Regions from separate parts of the Mus musculus genome. Here regions 2 and 3 are each linked to region 1. The links are chromatin contacts, called in public promoter capture Hi-C maps. All regions are on one chromosome and are shown on one strand. The core of a region is the stretch at or near the end of the contact, and the rest is flanking DNA. Distances in the headings are between cores, read along the strand shown.

Evidence for each region. Promoter capture Hi-C pulls out the DNA fragments that hold promoters and counts their contacts.
Region 2: a contact with region 1 is called in a promoter capture Hi-C map of liver, with 7 times the contacts expected there. The contact joins the promoter of Erlin2 here to the promoter of Tcim in region 1. A contact is called at or near these places in 2 of 39 promoter capture datasets (both in liver).
Region 3: a contact with region 1 is called in a promoter capture Hi-C map of liver, with 5 times the contacts expected there. The contact joins the promoter of 1810012K16Rik here to the promoter of Tcim in region 1. A contact is called at or near these places in 2 of 39 promoter capture datasets (both in liver).

The regions. Positions count from the first base shown.
Region 1 is chr8:24,437,501-24,440,738 of GRCm38.p6, reverse strand. Tcim (transcriptional and immune response regulator) reads left to right here and starts at 1,793. Exons shown (of 1, transcript NM_026931.3): 1 at 1,793-3,238. The coding sequence starts at 1,843. The coding sequence ends at 2,163.
Region 2 is chr8:27,022,067-27,025,304 of GRCm38.p6, reverse strand. It overlaps Erlin2 (ER lipid raft associated 2), which reads right to left and starts at 1,486. Exons shown (of 12, transcript NM_153592.3): 1 at 1,399-1,486; 2 at 127-248. The coding sequence starts at 233.
Region 3 is chr8:22,397,030-22,400,267 of GRCm38.p6, reverse strand. 1810012K16Rik (RIKEN cDNA 1810012K16 gene) reads right to left here and starts at 1,547. Exons shown (of 3, transcript NR_045473.1): 1 at 1,285-1,547; 2 at 990-1,121; 3 at 677-823. It overlaps Slc25a15 (solute carrier family 25 (mitochondrial carrier ornithine transporter), member 15), which reads left to right and starts at 1,647. Exons shown (of 7, transcript NM_181325.4): 1 at 1,647-1,828.

The sequences.
Region 1 (3,238 bases), core at 544-3,043:
AGTCATTCTTTAAATTTTTTTTTAAATTCAAAAAGTTATTGGGGTGGCCCCAAGAACAATGCCCTGGGTGCTGGGTAGAGAGTGTTGCCAGGGTAGAGAATGCAGGATAAGCGGTCTCAGCTCTGGTGAGAGGACAGAGTTGAACGGGCTCAGCTTGGGAGGAGGTGAATCTTCAGAAAGCATCCCTGCCCGCAAAGGGTAGGAAATAGGCATTGGAAGAAGATGATCTCAGCCAACACCACAGATGCTCACAAGTGCACTAGACCCCCCATTGCTAGAACAGCTAGGATCTTACCAGCTCATATTGAAGGTCTCCCAACTAACTTGCCCCTCCCCTGAGCTATCTGTATCTCCTGGGTGACGGCCACTACAGTCGTCGGTGATGAGGGTGACAGTTGAGCTGGGGCCCTCTGGCTTGGACATCTCCTGGGATTTTGTAGAAGTTCCCTGCCCGTTATGTGCTTGAGCAACTCTGGCGCATACTTATCCACAGTGAACATTTCTTTCAGGTAATAGGAAGACACTGTAATTTCACATAATAGTCATATCTTCAAGTAATAAATTAAAAGTTGAAGATAGCATCATTCTGATTATGCTGAGTGATTCCAAAGTAGCCTTCAAAACAAAAGGTTTTGAAAAATGCAAAAGGTTTTGACATATGCAAAAATGTCTCACTCCTTTCTCCTAGTGAGACATAAACTTTATTAAGGTAAAATAAATGATTTTATTTCTATTTTATTCATTTAATTTAATTCTGAGACAGGGCATTCATTCCTGTGTAGTTCAGTCTGTCCTGCAGCTTGCTAGCCTGCCTCAGCCTTCTAAGACAGATGGGGTTATAGGTGTGTGATTTTCTTGACTATAAGTGAAATAACATTAAAAGTCCATTCTAGTTTCTTGGAGGACCAGAAAGGAGAGTAGAGATTTGAATCATAAAGAGGAATCTCTAGGTCAGAGGAAGGTGACATTTAGCATAGAACAGCTGTACGTATCTGAGTCTTGTGGATAGCAAAAGTAATAGATTAAAAGCGTGTAATGAAGATAGCAGCATTCTGATAATGCTGAGTGACTCCAAAGTAGCCCTCAAAACAAAAGATCAGCTCATTCCTTGTGGGCATTAAGTACCCACAGCACCACCATTAACCTTTGCTCCTTGCTTTTGAATAGTTGTTGCTGTCAATACTTACACAAGCTGGGGAGCTACCATCTGCCGCTATTACTGTTTAAATTGCAGTTCCCAGCAGAAATTACATACAGCACTCAGGTACAGTTTGAGATTTGTGCTTTCGGGCTGAGCCATGTCAGTAAACTTTAGCTCCAGAGTCAGACTTCCTGTCCTCCCAAGCATTTTTTTTTTTCTTCTGACTTCCTCACCCTCACCCTGATAGGGACAGGCAAAAGGCACACAGACCTAGGCTGCCAGGGTCTGGCCCACACTTTAAAACTTTTGTACTAATTGAAACTCTGTTGAGCTTGGCAGAACTCCTTGTTTCAATCGTAGGCAAAGATTTGGAGCCTTTTCTTTTCTCTCTCTCTCCTGATTTCGGCTTCTGGAAGGAAGAGCCAGTTTGTAAGGCACAATGCCGTCTGAGGTGTAAAGAGGCAAGCTTGTAGCCAGCTATCTCTAAACAAGCTTTGAAATGCATTCTAGCATCCGGAGCCAGATCTTTGGCAAGGCAACTGTTAATGTTCTGTGGTTTTTTCCTCCCTGGGATCAATGTGACGTCACCAGTGTAATTTGAGTCCCGAGCTTTGTTCACCCTTTAAATAGCCGTCCTGGGACGATTTTTACAACAGACTCCCCTGGAAGTGCCCAAGCTGAGCCGTGGAAGACCCACATCGATGAAAGCCAAGCCAAGCCATCAAGCCACCAGCATGTCCTCGTCTCTTCGAGTAAGCCCGTCCATCCACGGCTACCACTTCGACACAGCCGCTCGCAAGAAAGCTGTGGGCAACATCTTTGAGAACATAGACCAGGAGTCCCTGCAGAGGCTCTTCAGGAACTCCGGAGACAAGAAGGCAGAGGAGCGGGCCAAGATCATTTTTGCCATCGACCAAGATTTGGAGGAGAAAACTCGAGCCCTCATGGCCCTGAAGAAGAGGACAAAAGACAAGCTTCTTCAGTTTCTCAAACTGCGGAAATATTCCATCAAGGTACACTGAGCACAGCAGGCTGGGCAAGAGCGTATCCACCAATGGACCTTTAAAGACCCAGTGAGCCTGCCAGCTCTGGCACGGGCAGTGTCCCGCGAAAAGGCTTGAGAGCTTCCTCCGACAGGACCCCGAGGATGGAAAGGGACATACATAACTCACCAGCTACACAGACTTGCAACTCATTGCAGCCCTGAGCTGTCCCACTGGGAGCCAAGTGCCTTCAGCAGGCGTTGAGAACTCTCACAGCAGGAAAGGACATAGCCTGAGAGGATGGAGGCACTGACCAGAACACTGCGTTTGTGGGGACTGAGTGCACGCACCCAGGGCCGTTGGCAAGGCCCTAAGACTAAACTCAAACCTAACTTGGTTTTTGTTCTTGTTGTTCGGTTTATTATTTTGTTTTCTTTTTTCTTTTCTTCCTTTTTTCTTTTTTTAAATATTGAAGTGGGGAGGGAGGGAAGAGAAGGAATATGAAGCATAAGTGGTTTACTGAAGTTTTGTGTGTTTTTTTTTTTAAATCTGAATGTTTAAAAATGTGGCTAAATCTCCGTGCTGTTTATTGGTCAAGATTTTTAGAGATCAGTAATTGTCTGCTTGCATTGAATACAATGGCTAAGACAGTGCACCCCCTGCTGTTAAAGTCAAAGAACTGGATGCCTGGCCCAGCCCAGTAAAACCCCACAGCATGGGCTATGTTTCTACAGGATTTGTACACACTTCAAAATGGTTTGCACAAAGCTGAAATAATGGGGCCCTTCATAAATCCGAAGGACTGTGAACAACTTTCGAATGTGCTTTTTAAAACTCTCTGACTAATGCTAAAATCTAATCTAATTAAATGTCCTCCAGACACTGTAGTAAGCATTAGGAAATGAATATGGGGGATTTTAGAAGGATGCTGTGGGTTTTTTAAAATTATTTATTATGCATTGTAAGTGATACATAGCCCTAATAAATTATTATCAACTTAGCTTCTCTTTGCTCTGTGGTGATCCGTCCCCAAGGGAAAAATATAGGATGGTAAATTTTGATCATTGTAAACTTTTCTAGGGGTTGACTCTAAATCTTCCAGAGTAGCTTTATG
Region 2 (3,238 bases), core at 237-2,736, 2.6 Mb before region 1:
TTTTAAACCCACAAATTCATATCAGCAGCACCTTAAAATACTAAAGGCAGTTTTAAGTTTATAGACTTAAATAAAGACACGCGTGCACCTTATAAGCGGTGAGGGAGCCATCTGTCTCTGCCTTACCTGTAATATACTCCAATATGTCCCTCTTCTATCTTGTGCACAGCTGAGAAGAGAGATGCACAAAAGAAACTGGAAGCCACGGCCACAACAGCTCCCAACTGAGCCATCAGTGAACCTGTATCCTAGAGAGAAGATATGGGACAATGTGTAGCCTGACGTACAGGAGAGCCACCAAGCTGAAGCTCACGTAAAGTGATTCTGGGGCAGCCTGCTGTAACACACACACACTACTTGCCAGATCTACAACTCACTGTGTCCTTGTTCTCAGTCAACATTCCGTTCCTTAACTGTGGAAGTATAATTCCCATTGAAGCAAGGGGGCATTAGCTCCAGAAACAGCTATACCTAAGAGAGATTTGGTGCCATTTGGGCAAGGTTCAAAACACAGCCTTCTCTCCCCTTCACGTTAACATGTTGTCAACAGAGCCATTTATACTTGTAAGGAAGAGAGGCAGCTGCAGGGTGCTGGCCCAAATTACAGAGGATGTCAAATGACAGGCAGCTGTGGCTATGTATTTCTGGTCAGAGCCTCCTACTTCTAATTGCCTGCCATTTCGAAGGAAACCACCAGTCATTCCCTTAGGACCCTGAGGGGGGGAAGAGAGAGAGGGAGGGAGGGAGAGAGAGAAGAGCAAGCAACTGAGTTCCGACGTAGGATTCTCTCTCTGATCTGTCCTCCACCTTCTCTGTTGTTCCTTTGGACTTAAACGGGACAGATCTCTATGTAAAACTGTAACACATTCTCCCATATCCTTTGCCCCCGCAAGCCCCATGGTTATAGGAAACTGGAAATGTCTCAGGCTGGAGACTCTGGACTACTCCGAAGTGAGGGTGGGGTGGGGTGGGGTGGGATGTCCCCAAATGTCCAGGGTCCCAGATGCCACAGAGTTACATGTAGACACTCATTTCCTGAACCCTGAAGGATCTGGAAAACACTACAGTGACGGACGTGCACACCGGGCACAGGGCACGGAGTCCACCTCTCAGGTCTGACTAATTTACTTATTTTTTACCGTAGCGGCCTTCAGCTACCGAGCAGCAGGAGTGTCCTCTCTGCAAATGTCCTCACTACCACCCCAAAGCCACCTCTTGCCCTTTCCCCGCCCTCCTCCGCGAGGCAGACACGGCCGAGAGCTTCCGCTCGGACCCGTGGGCAGGGGACTGGACTCCCGGGTGGGCGAGCTGAGGGGGCTCAGGACGTCAGCTCCAGCCGCGCCCACCCCCCGAGCCTCAGCGATGCCGAGCGTGCACGGAGGGGCGGCGGCCGCGTACCAGGCTGTCCCTCCAGGCGCTCCGTACACAGCCGAACCCCCGTGCAACCGTAGAAACCGCCACACCCCTCAGCACCCTACTTCCTTCCGGGCCAGTCGCTTCGATGACGCCATCAGTCCGCGCGCGCGCAAAAAATAAAAAAAATAAATAAATAAAAAGAAGACCCCGCCCACACCACACCCCTGTGCTCGTCCGGCCGCTCCGCCCCCTCGCGCTGCGAGCCGCAGTGTTCGGCGGTGGCGCCAGGGGACGCTCGCGAGCTGGCACACTGGCTGCGCACCTAGGCTTGCGGGTTTTAGGATGCCCAGGGCTGGCAGAGCGGGCTCCGGACACCAAGGCTCTGGTATCACCTTCCGAGGCGCTGGCTTCGGAGGTTGCTAGAGATTCTCCTTCGCTTCAAGTCCGAGCTGGATTTCTTTTCTTCTTCCGGAGCCGGGATCAATGCGATGCAGCGTTCTTGTCCTTCTGCTCGCTTCTTTTCCTGCTGCATTAGCCGAAGGAAACTTTCAAAGGTGCAGATTATGACGTCGCCAGTCAACAGTCCTACTCTGAGTTGCCCTTTATACTTTTCTGAGAGCTTTGTTTGGCCTTGAGGTCCCCACAGCAACATAAAGTAATTAACAAGGAATTATTGTTCCGATTTTTAATGAACGGATTCTGAAATCTGTGAGTGCTGAGGTCAACAGCAGTTGTTGAAAACTTAGCATTTCCTTAATAGTTCGGGCTTCCTGTCTTGCTTAACACATGCCATGGTGAGCTTTTGTCTGTCATCTGCACCCCCCCCCCCCCGGGGGGGTATAGCAGACCAGGAAGAAAACGTTTTTCCTAGCCTAAAGCCCTCACATGACCTCACCCTGCCATAGCGTTACCTTTGGACATTCATACTGGGCCTTTTCTCCGTTTTGTCCTGGGGCTGGAACTAAGGGCTTTATGGCTGTCCTCTATCCCCAATCTGCTTCTTTAGCAGGAAATTTCTAAACCGGCCACTGCAGTCATTTTGTTTGCAGGCCAGGAAGTGCCCACTTTAACTCCTGCTTTTAGTACATGAAAAGGCTTTTCCGTACAGTAGATGGCCAGTGGTCAATGTCCGACGATTTTAGGACTCAGGAAAAGAAGAGTAAAGGAACCCCTTTGTCTTCTCCCAAAAGCCAAGGCACTGAAACTGAATTCAAAGTTCCGGGAAGCCAGATGTTTGGTGACAGCAGAAGAAAAGCAGCTGCCCCCAATCCCAGACACCCAGTGGCTGCAGAAGAAGACAACAGACCAAGTAGTTTCAAAACAGCTTGTCTAAGGGACCCAGCAAACTCCCCATTCTGCCCCTAAAGATCCCCCTCCCACTTCCCGATTCTTAGCTACAAAACCTGAGGCTTGAAGCATGTGACCTGCCTTCTCCTGGACTCTGGTTCCTGAGTGACTGGGTCCTGTGCCCTGGTCAGAGTGTGGTCCAAACTAGACAATCTACCTCTCCGACAATAAATAAAGCCTCCCACAGCTGTTTGAGGTCATCTGGAGTCTCAGTGTTTGTTTCTCCTTACAAACAACTCTTACATATTCTTACATGTTGGTACCAGAGCCCTTTCTTCACCTCTCTCCTATCCCCAAACTCCAGTCTCTCACCTTTCTTTCCCTCCCAAGCACCACTCTGTCCTTAGTGATCACTAAGGTGAAACAGCAAGCAGGTCAGGTCCCTTACTGGAGACGTCACCCAGTCTAGGAGCCACAGTTCCTAACAGCCTCATTGATATGTGAGGGGAACGGAGGTTTTAGTCTGGAGTCCTCATTTGCCGAACTGGTAAGCTTTCTTGCTCTTACTCTCTAATGAGACCTCCAGTACATGAGA
Region 3 (3,238 bases), core at 298-2,797, 2.0 Mb after region 1:
AATGCCTTGCAGCTGGATCTCATGGAGGCACTTCCCCAACTAAACTCCTTTCTCTGTGGTAACACCAGCCTGGATCAAGTTGACACACAAAACCAGCCAGTACAATTGACACTCCCCCCTCAACTTGACACACAAACACATCACTATAAAGGAAGCACACAAGGAAGACGGCTCACCACTGGTACCTCTTGTTGTTCAAGGGACAACTTTGCCTTGCAGCCTCCACAGGTGCCAGCATGCATGTTTTCATACATACACATCAATTTCAGAATTAAAGGAATCTTTAAAAACGTGAAAAGGCTCATAGGGAGGCTGAAGCGGAGTGGGAAGCTGGTGGTGTAGGGGTCACATGACCCTGAGACTCTTCCAATTGAATAGGGCTAGAGTTAAAGATAGTTTTATCACTCCTGTGAACCACAGTTTTCTTAAGTATTCCCTGCTCCTTTTGATTTTATGATTCTTTTTTAAAGATTTATTTTATTTATGTGTAGTGTGTGTGTGTGTGTGTGTGTGTGTGTGTGTGTACCCCTGAAGGAACCTGCAGATGCTTACAGAAGCCAGACGGGGGAGCTGGATACACACCAGCGCTGGACTTGGGCGCTACCAGATGTGGGCTAAGAACTGAATTTTAGTTTCGTTCTGTTGCAGCAATGAAACACTGTTGCCTAAACTGCAGCTTGGAAAAGGTTTATTTGGCATTCTCTTCCAGATTGACGGAAGGCAGGAAGTCAAGGCAGAAGCCATGTAGGAATACAGATTACCGACTCACTTTCTTGGTTGATCTCTGGACGATGCTTTTTTCCCCCCTCCAATCCAGGACTTCCTGCCAGAGGAATGACACCACCCATAGTGGGCTGGGCTCTCCAGCATCAATTACTGATCAAGACATTGCTGCTACGGACCTTTCCATCCTCAGACTGACTGGATTTAGGCAATCCCTCTACTGATTCTAGGCTGAGTCAAGTTGATAAGTATCAAAGGTTCTTTACCTCTGCGCCCTCACTCCAGCGTCACTTTGAGCTTCTAATTAAAGCCTCAGGAATATATCGCTGGGAACTATAAAACCTGCAGCGGCAGCTTATATTGTTGTCTTTTCCATAATGTTCCTGGGAATGGATTTCCTTAGGGGAGAAAGAATGAAACCTAAAGCGACACAAAATAGACAATCAGACAAGCAACTAAAACCTAGGGATGTAGCTCTGTTGGCAGAGCGCTTGCCTAGCATGCAGGAAGCCCCACGTTTCATCCCAGCCACCTCACAAATCCAAGCCTGGTGGAACAAACCTGAAATTCCTTCTCTTGGAAGGGGGAGGTAGGAAGATCAGGAAGTTCCTGACCACCCTCAGCCATATAGCAAGTTAAGCCTGGGCTATGCGAGACCCTGTCTGTAGACAAATAAACAGATGATTTAAAAAGCTGCCCATAAGGGAACTTATAGTTCACCACTACCATTCTAGTACTTTCCATTTACTGTTAAAGCCACAGCCTCCTGGGGCTGGATAACGCTGGGAGACCTCAAGGTGAGTCCTCCCGGAGGCTGCCAGCTCGGCAGTCAGCGAGGAGAGCAGATTTCCGTTTCCTTGGCCAGCCTTCGGGAGGGAGGGGCGGAGGGGGCCTCGCGTGGGGGAGGGCCGGTAGGGCGGGACTTCGAGAGGGCGGGCCCTCAGGAGGGCGTGGCCTCCGGAGGGAGGGCTGGTGGAGGGGGTCTCAGGAGGGAGGGCCCGAGGGCCGGACCCACAGGGCGACCTTAAAAATTGCCCGGGGGCCCGCGGCCGCCAGCGGAGCGCGCGGGCGGCAGAGGGCGAGCCGGACACAGCCAGGCGCGGCGGTGAGGCTGCGGGAGCGGGCGGGAGCGAGCGAGTGGGCGACCGGCCCGGCTGGGGAACGCGGCTGACAGTCCCCGCCCTGCCGCACACGTGCCGCGGCTCCGGGCGCGCGCACCGGGCTCGCTGCGGGGTCCCGGGAGACGCGGAGGTTCGGGCGGGCGGGCGCGGTGGCCAGTGTGCGCGCGCTGCGCGGAGCAGAGCAGAATCCGGGTCAGGCCGGGTGAAGCGCTCCGCAGCTGCGGCAGTAGTTGGCACCCCGGTTGTCCCGGGCTGGGCCCGAGGGGTTCGATTGATGGTGGTGGCAGGCAGGCGGCCTTCTGCAGCCCAGCTGCAGCTCCAGCTGCAGCTCCAGACGGGTCCCTCCTTAGCGAAAGGCAGCCTCACCTGCGCTGAGCACCCGGGAAGTTCTTTCTGGCACCCTAGGAACCAGTGGTTGTGTCGGCGGCGTTGTTTCTGGGACTGCTGGGTAGTTTGAAGGAAGAGGGTGAGACGCTCAAAGGATTCGGGGTTTCTACTCCAAATGGTACAGCAGGCTCCTAAATTAGTTTAAATCCGCGCAGACCGGTCTGGTTTTTGCAGGTCCTGCATATCCCCCAAGCCACAGGTGATACTCAGGTCCTTGTGCATTCTTTCTGGGTTCATCTGTTAGTAGCGTTTCTGTCTTCTATAATTTGACAGATACCCCTGAGAAGGGGGCTAAGTGTTAAGAGTACTTTCCTGGTATGCAGGAAGTTAGGTTTAATTCCCAGCACGGGAAAGCACTTAAAAAAATATATCTTTTTAAAATTGTAATTAACATCATTTCCTCCCTTCCCTTTTCTACGCCTAACCCCTTCGGTGTAACCATATCCCCTACCCCCTTTCAAATTCATGGCCTCTTTTTCTCAGGACATATAATGCTACTTGTCTCTATATGGTGGATAACCAACTGGGGACTGTACTCTGGGGAAGACTATGCCCCCATTCCCAGCTTTCCTTACTCGTTTGTAGTTCTTTGTCAAGGGTTGAGACCCCCTCCCCCGAGATTTCCTTATCCATGTTAGTGTGTCTATTGCTTTCATCCTCATGTAGGTCTTGTCCCCAAGTTGATGCGACTTCATGGCCTTTCTAACATTTCTAGGAGACTCAAGTTCACAGCAAACTTACTGTCCCTTTGGCTCTTGGAGGGGGGGGGGGGATTAAAGGTTAATTCTGCACATATTATTTCTCTAGGACTTGAAATGTTTTCATTTGGTGTATGTGAAAGGGTTGGATTTATAGTGACTGCCTAATTAGATACACTTTTCTATGCCTCCAAAGTTAGTAAAGAATAGTTCCTGAGGAAACAAATGAACACATTGAAGCTCCTCTGAGACCACTGTGGATACTCCCCACCACCTGGTTGGTCTTTTACTTTCCCTGCAAAAATGTAG